Linked DNA regions of Rattus norvegicus: region 2 is linked to region 1. The links are chromatin contacts, called in public Hi-C maps. All regions are on one chromosome and are shown on one strand. Each heading gives the region's core, a stretch centred on a gene start, on an enhancer-like site or on the middle of the called end of the contact. The rest is flanking DNA. Distances are from core to core; before and after follow the strand shown. Region 1 has its middle 13 kb from the start of Cryga. Region 2 holds the start of Pikfyve (phosphoinositide kinase, FYVE-type zinc finger containing).

Region 1 (5,819 bases), core at 2,000-4,499:
TATTTCAAACAAACAAATGAACAAACAAACACACAAAAAATTCAAAGTACATGTTCATCAACAGAAAGTCAATCATATTAATCCTATTTAAAAAGTGGATGACACACAGCCATTGTTGATTACTTATGGATTAGCGTCACACCTTAGCTTATGTCAAAAGGAACAAGAAAAGGAGCCATAAAATGGAGAGAACAGTCAGCGCTTACTGTACAAGCAAGGACACCTGACTTTGATCCCCACACCTACATAAAATATTGGGTGAGGTGGCACAAATTTATAATCACGGCACTGAAGAGGCACAGACGTGGTGCTTGCTGTCTGGCCAGCCTAGCCTAGTGAATGAATCCCAGGTCCCAGTGAGTCCCTTACTCAGAAATTCCAAGGTGGGTGGCTCCAGAGGATGTCATCCAAGGTTGACCTCTGATCTCCACACGCATGTGCGTACACTCACACACACCACCTCCAACACATGCCCCCCCAACTCGTCTCCCTCCCTATTTCCTCTTAGGAGAGCTCCACTTCATGACAGACCCGTGTATCCGAACCGAAAAGAGCGAGAAGCACTGATCTTATCCTCCTACGCCGGAGTCTTGATGGTGAGGGAGAGAGCACTGCATGTGTACACACTTTGTGTCTTCTAAGATCGTTTGGTTCTAGTGCATACTTACATGGTTTTAATATTGCTTCTAAATGCCTTGGATTTCCTCACCGTAAAATGTATTATTTTAAATGTGTAATGAAAAATTCGACTGCCATACCATATCGCGAAAAATATTTATGGGAGATGAGAGGGGAGGGAATAAAAGGAGTAGAGGCAGTAGTGTCTGGAAAACTTGTCACTCATTAATTTAGAAATTATTATCTAGTTGCTGTGTTACCTCACACCATACTTGATCCACTAGAGCTGCCGTAACTTTGTTTTATAATAAAGAAAAGGCACGGTGTAGCGACACATTGTTTTTATTTCACAGAACAGTATTCCAATCGAAGAAGTCCTTAAAATTTATGGGGCCAATTCTTCTGCCAGTCCTGATTCTACCAAGGTAAGCATGACACGGGACTGTTGGTACCAGGGATGTATATGGGCCTGTTTACGGTATATGCTAAGCAAGTGCTCTACCACTGACATATATTCCAAGCTATAAACACAGATACATATGCACGCCTCTTTATGTGTATGTATCTGTGCGTGGTGTGTGTGTGTGCTGCTGGGGACACTGCTCAGAGTCCTGCACGTGCTAAGCATCCATTCTACCACTGAGCACAGTCCATAGCCCCAGAATGAGGTTATTCAGCATATACATTTAGGCTGTCAGATAAATAACAATTTTATGTCAAGAAGTCAAAACTGAGATACTGAGATTGCTTGGCAAGCAAAGACTCCTGTGGTCAATCCCCACTCTCTGATTCGATTCCTCAAACCTATGTAATGGAAGGAGAAAACCACTCCTGGAAGCTGCCCTCTGACCACACGGATACCTGTGCACACACAACTGCTCACCCCACCCCTGAATAAACAATTGTAGTTTTAATAAAGGTAAAAACCAGAAGCAACCACATCCTAATTGCGTCACACATGCTTATAAAATGCCCCCTTTTAAGTAGAGTAGCACATGCTGGTGCGTTTTGTGTAACCCCAGCACTTAGGTGAGGGAGGCAGGAGCATCAGGAGTTCAAGGTCATCCTTGGCAACATAGAGAATTCAGGCCAGCCTGGGCTACACGAGGTTCAGTATTTGAGAAAATAAAGTATTCTGGATGATTTTCAAGCAGTTCCATTTTCACAGCTTGAACACTCAGTAAGAATATAAAAACTGGGTGTGATCCCTTTACCACTGGAAACTTCTATGGGCCCGGTGGGTGGCAGGGGGTGGAGTGGGGCAGGAGTAAAGGGAGCTGAACCAGCACGTTCACTCCTGACCTGCTCACTGTCCCTTGCAATGTCTGATTTAAAAGGCTGTCAACTGCAGGGCCAGGGCCATGAACACAACCACAGGACAAGTGCCCAACCTGTTTCTTTTACCTATAGACGACAGTCTATAAGCAATGGGTCACAACCATAACAGTTTGGAAGGACTCAGAAAGAGGCCAGGGCAGGGTCAAGGCCATAGACACAGGACAGTTATTTAATTTCCTATTGTACCCACGGACCACAGTGTGTATGTAATGGCTCACAACCACGAAGCAGCTTTGAAGGATTCAGGAGGAGGCCAGGGCCAGAGACACAGGACCATTATTTATCCCCTGTTCTTCAGACTAGACTGTATGAGCAATGGGTCAGAGATGGTCAAGTGCCTACCTCGTCCACTTCCACAGCCAAGTGCTTACTAAGTCTTGTGGTTTTGAAACCAATTTCTGAGCACCTTGCTCTTGCTGAGATCCACATTCCCTCAGCTCCTGAGGAACTAGAGCTTGCTCCCTGACCACTGCATGGCGTATCGCTCCTTCTTTTGCTCTCTCACAGATTAGGCAGGGAGCAAGTTGGGCAAGGTGCCTTGTTTTCTATAGATCTTAGATTCTGTATCAAGACTTATCTTGACTGTGGCTCTTAAGAGACTAAGCAGTTTTCTGCTTGTTTGTTTTTTTGAAAGGCAAGTGAATGGCACATGACCTGATTTGATTTCTGTGATTTATTGATTGATCCATCGATTGATTGATTGATTGATCGATTTGTATGTGCGTTGGTGTTTTGACTGCATGTATGCCTGCAAGCTGTGAGCTGCCGTGTGGGTGCTGGGAATTGACCCCGGGTCTCCTGGAAAAGCAGCCAGTGCTCTTAACCACTGAGCCATCTCTCCATCCCCACCCCCCTCCCAAGCAGCTTTTGTTTTGTTTTGTTGTTGTTGTTGTTGTTGTTGTTGTTCTTAAGTTGAAGAAAGGCCTGCCTTTGTGGTGCTCTGCTTCCACACACTACTCTGCCCAGTGTCTGCCTGTTTGCTGCTGCTGCGTTCTCACTGCCCGCCTGTCTCCCCTCTCCTTCACCAAACACGCCCCAAACTGAGCCAGGCTCGCTATTTTTCCCTTAGATTTTCTCTTCTTCTAGCTTTGGAGATGTGTCAGTCACACTGTTTGGGCGATTGCGTCTCAGTCCCCACGCCTCATTCTGAAGGAGATTGTACTGTGACTTCCTGGTTTGGGGGGGGGGGCATCAGTCAGAGTTTGCAAATGTCAGTGTGTCTGAGCAACCGGGCTAAGTGCAGCCTGCATAATGGAGCTAAAACAGGAAGCCACGGCTGCTTACGTGCTTGTCCTCCGGATCACTCGTTCAGTCCTGCAAGAGCCTCTGCTCCGTAGTATGTAGCCGCGATCCTCAGAATCATACCAACAGTGGGACAGTTCAAAATGCCTCCCGACTGACAAATGTGTCCTAGGGACAAAATCACATCTGATAGAGACTCTAAGTATCTAAACATTAAATAGCTAATCAAATATGTATATTATTAGCAATGCAAACGTAACTTGTCTGGGGTAACTAATTCCCCCAAATGATTATGGTTTGAGGAAGCAATGCTAGCAGCCCCTACCCTCCCACCAGAGTTCGTACCACCCCCATGCAGTTGCAGACTGACTCCACCCACAAGCCACCGAGTATCCAGCAGGATCTCTCAGTGGCAATGTAACATTTCAAACATTAAACTATAGGACTATTTTAAAACAGCCTTTTGGGGTTTAACATCACTTTAAAAGTAGTGGTTTTAATTGTAAGTCTGAGTGGTTTACAGATGAAAGATGTTGTCAAAGGTTCTTTAATTACCATTTATATCGGAATGCCCTTTGATTCCTTCGGATAAAATGTCTCCGAAGCAACAACTGAAATCGTTTCTAAGCCAGAGTTTAAAACCAAGTGGAATACAAATCACATTAGGACGAATTTCCGGCATCTGGGAAGGACTTGTGGGAACTGTGCTTGGCCCGAAGACTTTCTCTGAGACTCTCCTCTGCCCCCTGGTGGTAGGAGAGCAGCAAGGCATATACTGTTTGCTATCAGTCTCAGGCTTGTTATAAATAACCAGTTTTTGTTAATAAGGAATTCAGGTTTTGCTTTGTTTTGTTTTGTTTTCCTGTTGAAGACTTGGACCCAGAAAAGTTCAGTTGAAGGCTTTACATAATTACAGGATATTTGCAACCGTGTCCAGATAATAAATATAAAATACCCAACTTGATTTAAACTGAAGAAAAAGCCTAAATATTCCTTAAACTTATAAAGCAATTGATAAAAACATTGTTCTGCCTCATTTGATGGAAGAAATGGGGGTCAAAGGGGAAAAAGGCAGAGAAAATAAAAGTGGGTGGAAGGAGATAAGGGTACTAAACAGAGAACCCCGAGACCTCAGCTCTCCTCTGTCTTGCCAAAGGGCATCACATTGTAAAAGCCTGCTTTGAGCCTGTCATGGTGGCACATGCAAGCCTGTAGTCCCAGCACTGAGGAGGCAGAGGTGGGTGGATCTCTGGGGGTTCCAGGCCAGCCCGATCTACAAAGGGAACCCAGGACAGCCAGGGCTCTGTTGCACAGAAGAAAACATATCTCAAAAATCAAAAGAAAAAAGCTGGCATTCACATCCATCCTAACTAACACTCAAATATCATGACTCCAGAGGCAAAGCAGACAGGGCCCAGACCCAGATCCACCCCTTTCAAGTTGGATGTCTCCTGTTGGGGTCCAGGAGTCTCCTCCCAAACCACACAAACACTGAACTCAGTCGGACAGGGATAGTTTATTAAGTATAATGTCCCAAGACTGATAGATCAGGGCCACAAATCCAGACTCAGGAGCTGGTTGCGACATTGAATTAAGATCCTACATGGCCTTTAAGCCTAAAATCCACAAACAGCCGTGTCAAGTTATTTCACCAATCATGATTTAGGGATAAGGGATTTAGGAACAAGTCCATTTATCCTGCTCCATCGGTTTCGGGATTCAACTCTGGCAGGAGACTTGTCTTGCCTAACATTCTTGTCTTAAGTCATCTACCGGGACGGGGCTTGTCTAACATTCATGTCTTAACTTGTCCACCAGGATGTCAGTTACCTATGTGCATGTCTTTTTCTGCCAACTAGGATGTCAGTTCTCAGGGAGTCTTGGGAACTTAAACTTTACTTGGCCACAACTCAGAATGGAGGTCTTATTCCAGATAGTTTCTTATATTGGTGCAGGGGTCTCTCTTATGTTAGGGTCCATCCCAGGGGCAGCTTGTAAAAGCAAACATCATAAAAGCTTCTATACATGTGCAGGAATTGCTGCTGAGTGGTTGGTTTGGGACCAAGCTTATTAGAAATGTAATGCAAAGGCAGGCAGGGATGCCTGGTGGGCCCATGCCAGGGTTATTCAGGGGAAGGGAGGGGAGTGAGGACCTGGAGAAGGGGTAGAGGTAGGCAGAGCCATGAGGGCAGAGGGCAGAGAAAGGTGGAGGGCTGAGGAGGACAGAAAGAGAGGCTGTCTGGGGACACCTGGGACAGAAAGAAAGAGACAGAGAGATATCTGGGGTAACAAGCAATCTTCGTATATGCCACCCAATGCAACTCCACACCTGGTGGCAGGTGATGATGTAAGCTGTTGCTAGGTCCTTGGGAGGAATCTAGCACAATTGCCTTTACAGGGGGTAATTATTCAAAAGAGCTCTACCGACTTCTCCCACTACTGGTTTCCAACTGCACAGAACGTAACAGAATACATAATCAACTTGGCAGGAGAAAGTTTCATGCTAACATCAAAATCATATGAGGGAATTCCCTTATAATATCAGTAATGGCACTAAATGACAGGCTAGCCAGGCAACTGCTACCTAGGCCTTAAGTTATTTTTCTCCAATCACAAGTTTC
Region 2 (5,819 bases), core at 852-3,351, 67 kb before region 1:
ATCAGTCACTAATTAAGATGATGCCCTACAGGTTTGCTTACAGGCCATCTTATGAAAGCAATGTCTTAGTTGAGGCTCTCTCCTGTCTGAAAACTCTAGCTTGCGTCAAGCTAACATACAACTATGATCCTACAGCATGAAGGATTAACATGATGACTGATCAAGTAAAAACTCAAAGTTTTGTTTTGTTTTAAAGACCGCCGGAGAAAAAAAGATGTAATGGCAATAAGAACCCTCATGCTTCTGAACACAACCTCTTACACTTCCACAAAAGTACCAATGAAAGCGCAGAAACCAATCTGCTTACAGAGTCTTAGAATTACTTCTAAAAGTCTATATCTACAACTTTCATTAAGCTTTGGACATGTGAAGGTAAAAACTGCCATGAAAACACACATCAAGTGCAGTCTCTGAAACATGAATGCAACCACATAGACGTAATCTTAATAACTACATGCCACCAGCATCCGAAAACTTACAACTCTGATTTTTAGCAGCATGATAACTGTTTATGCTATAAAGCATGGCTCTTTCTGCATACATAATTAGAAATGTTAACCTACTTATCCAACAACTTCTGCAGTGTCTCTCTTTATCCCAAGGCCAGTGTGGTATACGCAGATTTGCAATAAGTTTCTTGGTAAAGCAAATCAGAAAATGAGTCCGATATTAAAGTGTAGGAAATAGCTTGACCTATCTGCCCATAGGAAAATTGTAGTGAAATTCCAAACAGCAGCGCAATCATTTTCTTAAATACAATTCTCAAACTTTTATCTATTGATGCAGGACAGCTGAATACAAGCAATGTTAGCTTCCATCAAGAAAGGCTTAGTGTTCGTTTTTTTTTGGCCCATGCACAGCAGAAACACTAAAGGAAAACCAGTGTGATTCATGTAACTGTTCCAGAAAGAGGAGAAGGGAGGGGGAGGACTCGGGAAGTTAGTGTTGCTTCTCAGAGAAGTCCTGACCTTTGTCACAAGCCTGAACCTAATGAATCGGAGAGAAAGAAACTAAGACTATCTCCCCTCCAGCCGCCACCCTACACCTGTGTCTGTCTCTGTCCTGGTCTACCCCGCTCCCCCTCCCTCCGGGGAGGGGGAGAATGGGGGAATGGGAGACCAGGACAGAGTGGGAGTCCTGGAGAGGCAGAGATTCAAATAAATGTAAAACAAGACGGTGCGATTTGCTGGGCAGCTACATCTAGAAATACAAGATACATCGAATGAAGCAACCCTTCATCATTTAACACATTACGCGCGTAAGATACACAGCAGTAACCTGCTTTATGCAGAATGTACACCTTCCCTGAATGTCCTAAGAACCTAAATACGACAGAAGACCCTAAATTTCTAAATGCATCCATCAAATTTCACTTTCAACATTTCTTGGGAACCTCTTGGGAAAGGGGAAACGACTTATTGGGAAATAAGTCTCCTCCTTAAAACCACTACGTTAAGTTTTTTTCTTTTTTCTTTTCTTTTTTTTTTTTTAAGCCTCAAACAGCAGACAGCAGCATTTAAGCTGATGGACACACTCAAGCTTGGAATGGTTTCTGTGGGTCAGAACTTTCTTTTCCAGACTAAAGCTGCAACCCTGAGACTTGCGCTCACCCGCTCAGAGGAAGAGATGACATGGTCCACCTCCGAAATAAGTTCGGGCATTAGGAAAACAGAGAGGCAAGAGAACTTCCATTGTGTCAAGGAAGCCTGTGCAGGAGATGGCCCAGCCGGCTTCCGTCCGTCTCGCCACACAGGGCCGGCGGGCGCTCAGAAGCCAGCCGGTTCCCATCAGGTCTTCCCCGCTCCCCGGCCGAGCCTCGGCCGCAGAGTCCGCAGAGTCCCGGGCCTTCGCCATCCCTCAGGCGGTGCTCCGGGACCCACGCCGGCCTTCCTCCCACTGCGCGCCCTGCCTGCCCATGCCTCGCCGCCTCCCTTACCTTCGCCTCCCGCCCCGGCCCCGCGGGCCTCCCGCCTCCCCGGCCTCCGCCTCACCACTCTCGGCCAGGAAGCCTTAGCCAAGCGCAGGGCCGGCTTCCTCAGGCAGCCGGCGGTCGCGCCGAGGAGCCCAGAGGTATACGCTGTAACTGCGGTTTCTCGCTTCTGCCTACCACCTCAAGGCTCCGCCCCGATACCCCTTCTGACCAATCAGCAACAGGCTCCAAGGGCCGGCTCCGCCCACTCCTCACCGCCCTCTGGACCTTCCGATCAGATGTTCAGGCAGAAAGAATCTAACCCAGAGAATATCGTTCCAGGCCCCCAGAGGACTTAACGCTGCCTCAGCCTTCCTGAAAGAAGAGAGGACAGTGCACGTGAGCATCACGAGCGCCGGGCACTAGACCCTAGTTGGTCTGCTGTTACCGTATGTGTTCAACACTGTGAGCACTCATAAGTTAGGCTGCTCTCCGAGCTCTCTTGGACCGACTTCCACCTGTGTAGCCCAGAGCGAAGAGATGGTTAGCTTTTAGGACACTTTCAGGACTCCGCTAAAACCAACTGTGTGTCTTTGAACAAATTACTTATTTCTCTAGGCCTCAAACCTCTGGTGGATAAAGCGGGGTTAATTATAGCAGCGTTCACTCCCTGTTGTTTTTTAATTATTGTTGTTGTTAATGGGTTTTGTTGTTGTTTGAGGATTAGGTAAAACACCGCATGAAAAGTAGTTGGCACAGAACCTGACCAAGTGATGTTGACTATAGCTTCTTTAAATTAGGGTTTTGTGTTGCAGATAAGAATTATCAAGTCCTGACTTGCTCAGGTTGGTATTAACGTGACGCGTTATTTTTGTCCTGCTAAAAGGGCTGTGCAGTTAAAAGTAGAAAACAAGCTAAAACCTGCTTACTGAAAACGCAGGGCTTTTCAGGGGAGCACTGAAAGGAATCTGGAGGTTGGTGTTATTCTGAGAATTCTTTTCCTCTAGAACTTTGGCATTTCCCACCCAGCTTTGTTTTTTGTTTTTGGTTTGTTTTGTTGTTGTTGATGTTGTTGTTGTTTTGGTTTTTGTTTTTTTCAACGATGGAAAATACCGCCAAAACCTGAAGCTAGAGGACGCTGCAACTGCTGGTCACCATCCTTAACTGGCTCTTGGTTGGATCTTGTCCTTAGTGCCCTTTGGCCTTCATTACTACTATGCAAATATGCAAGTCAAAAAGCTGGGCTGCAATCCTTAACCTAACGACCTCTACCAAACACAACTATCTGCAAACACGTCCCTCACTCATATCCCTGTGGGCTTGCAATGTCTCTTCAACCAAACCTTTCCCAATAACTTCTCCTTGGCCCATAAACATACTCAAGCATCTTTCTTAAGAAGAAAAGAAAAATATTTTCTTAAATTACTCCAACAGACGCTAATATCCCATAAACGTACAATAAATTATGAAATAGGCCAAGAGAACACAATACATAATCCAACTGAGAGGATAGCAAGATACAGAAAAAACTATATACAGAAACACCCGTTCAACTAACACTTTTTGAAAGATATAGTGGGCTATGCGGGTGCTCAGGAAGGTCAAAGGGATCAGATTCTGTTTTGTATTTTGATATAGGGGGTAGTGAGCCCCCAAATGTGGGTGCTAGGCATCAAACTTGGGTTCTCTGCAAAAGCAGTATGTGATCTGAACTTTGAGCCATCTCTCCAGCTCCTCAACTAACATGTTCTGAGTGATTAATTGGAGAGGTCCTCATTCTCAGTAATTGGCCATGTAGGTACTCTGCTAAGGGTAAAGCCGTGACCATAACACAGTTCACGTTCCCCAGAAGTTTGCACTTCCATGTCTACATTAGCCTGAAGTTTAATCTCTGTGAGAAAAATTGAGTTCTCTTTTAGGAAAGAAATCAGTTTGGGTTCTTACCTCAGACTAGCCGTCAAAATTTAATTCCAGGTGTATTTTATCTGTAGAGACATTTTGTTCCTATCCATAACTATTCTCCCCCAGAACTTCCATCCATGCACTTACATGAAGCTTGCTGGGCTTGGTCACACCGTGGTACTGTACTCACATGCTTCTGTGTGCTGTAATTATACTTTACTGATAATTCATAGCCGTCCCCTCTCTTTACATTGGTGAGACTCAATATAGACTTTTCTCTTTCTCTCAGCAATGCTCTAATTCAGCACAGTCACCATTACAGTTTTAAAAGTTGCCCCTGATTTGTCTAATGGGAGCCTCTCATGAAAATCCCTGGGTATGGTTGCCAGGCTCCCATGACCTTTGGAATATTTGCTTTCCGTCTTATATTCTCCCTCGTACCTCCGCTCCCGAACCCCTATAAACTACCACTCTGTTTTCTGTTTTCTTTCTAAGATTAATGTTTTAAAAACTCTACACCTGAACTCTTACAAGATTTTTATTTCTGGCATACTTCACTTACAGTGTCCTCCAGGTTCAGTGTGTTGCCACAAAGGACGTTCCTTGTTTATTAATTTATAGTTCTACGTTCAAAGTCAAGTAAATATTCTCGACCAGTCCTTGGGTCATCTCTTCGATGTTGTTTTTCTAACCTTCCAGAGTACTTTATTTGGATGTCATCCTATTTGTCTGTTTTGCTATTTTCCTAAGCTTTTGGGTTAAACAAAATAAAAATAAAAGTCACTGCCCAGGACAATGCCATGGGGCTTTTTACTTATGTTTTCTTCTACTAATTTTACCTTTAGGTGTTACATTTAGCTATTTAATCCAGTTTGAGTTGATTTTTAATACAGTGTGAAATAGCGATCTAATTTCCTTCATGAACAGTGGGTATTCAGTTTTTCCCATAACATTCATTAAACAGACTATCCTTTCCCCGGGATTTTTCTGAATAGTTAAGTCCTTCGGAAGTGGGTTTGTTTCTGCTCTTCTCTTTCTATTCCATGGTCTGTGTGTCTGCTTTTGTGCTGAAGGCATGCTGTTTTGATGACCACAGCTTTGTACCACTTGGAATCCTTTGTTCGTAGGACTACTTTTTCAGTAGTCCTCCCGCCTCACCTCCTGAGTGCTGGGTTTGCAGGGCTGAATCACCATACTCAACTCATTTTTTGGTTTCTCAAGACAGGGTTTCTTTGTGCAGTCTTCACTGTCCTGGAACTAGCTTTGTAGAACAGGCTAGCCTCCAATTCTAAGCATCTTAAGTTTGTGTTATTACAAGTAAGATTATGTTCTTGATCTCTTCTGAGGAGTCCTCTGTTAGAGAATAAAAGGACTATTGACTTTTTGTGTTGGTTACGTGGCAGTCAACGCTACTGAATTTCAGTGCTTCTAAGAGGTTTTCGGTGTTTTTCTGATCTGAGATCATATCACCTACAGGCATGACTTTTTAACTTCTTCCTTTCCCATCTGGATACCGGATACCATTTATGCCCTCCCCCCCTTTTTTTTGTCTCACCTAATTACTGTGTTATAATGTGTTGATAAATGGCAGAAGCATCCTCACCTTACCAGACACAAGAGGCTTTCAGTTTTTACAATTAACTGTTGACAGCTGACCTGTGAGGTACAATCCCTCTTGACCTGACATATTGAAAGCACATATTTATTTTCTGGCCCAGAGGATTCATTTCCAACATTGCCTGTCCAGTGCAATGTTGACTGTATAGGAAACCATGGTTTCATTTGGTATATAATGCAAAGAGTGTTTTCAGTTAGTTTTTTGGTGGTGGTGATGGTGGTAATGGTACCAGATTTATTGTTTGTTTTGTTTTGTTTTTCTTTCCTTTTTTCAGAGCTGGGGACCGAACCCAGGGCCTTGTGCTTGCTAGGCAAGTGCTCTACCACTGAGCTAAATCCCCAACCCCTAAGATTTATTGTTTGTTTGTTCACTGTAAGGCTCATTTCTAGC

Evidence for each region. Hi-C and Micro-C count contacts between places; a contact is called where the count stands out from the background.
Region 2: a contact with region 1 is called in a Hi-C map of liver, with 3 times the contacts expected there. The contact joins the promoter of Pikfyve here to the enhancer-like site in region 1. A contact is called at or near these places in 12 of 12 Hi-C or Micro-C datasets (the A7r5 cell line, the Rat2 cell line, Schwann cells and 7 more) and 1 of 1 datasets of contacts at active chromatin or transcription factors (oligodendrocytes).

What each region holds. Positions count from the first base shown.
Region 1 is chr9:73,988,286-73,994,104 of GRCr8, reverse strand. It overlaps a transcript of Cryga not described here. Among named protein-coding and RNA genes, the nearest start is that of Cryga, 13 kb to the right of the region's middle. Within about 2 kb of position 3,249, at least 28 of the 93 cell types and tissues checked have an H3K27ac peak or open chromatin away from gene starts, as enhancers often do. A contact at or near this core is called in the A7r5 cell line, Schwann cells and liver, where this site is marked.
Region 2 is chr9:74,053,796-74,059,614 of GRCr8, reverse strand. Pikfyve (phosphoinositide kinase, FYVE-type zinc finger containing) reads right to left here and starts at 2,101. Exons shown (of 42, transcript NM_001427277.1): 1 at 1,937-2,101. It also overlaps a transcript of Idh1 not described here.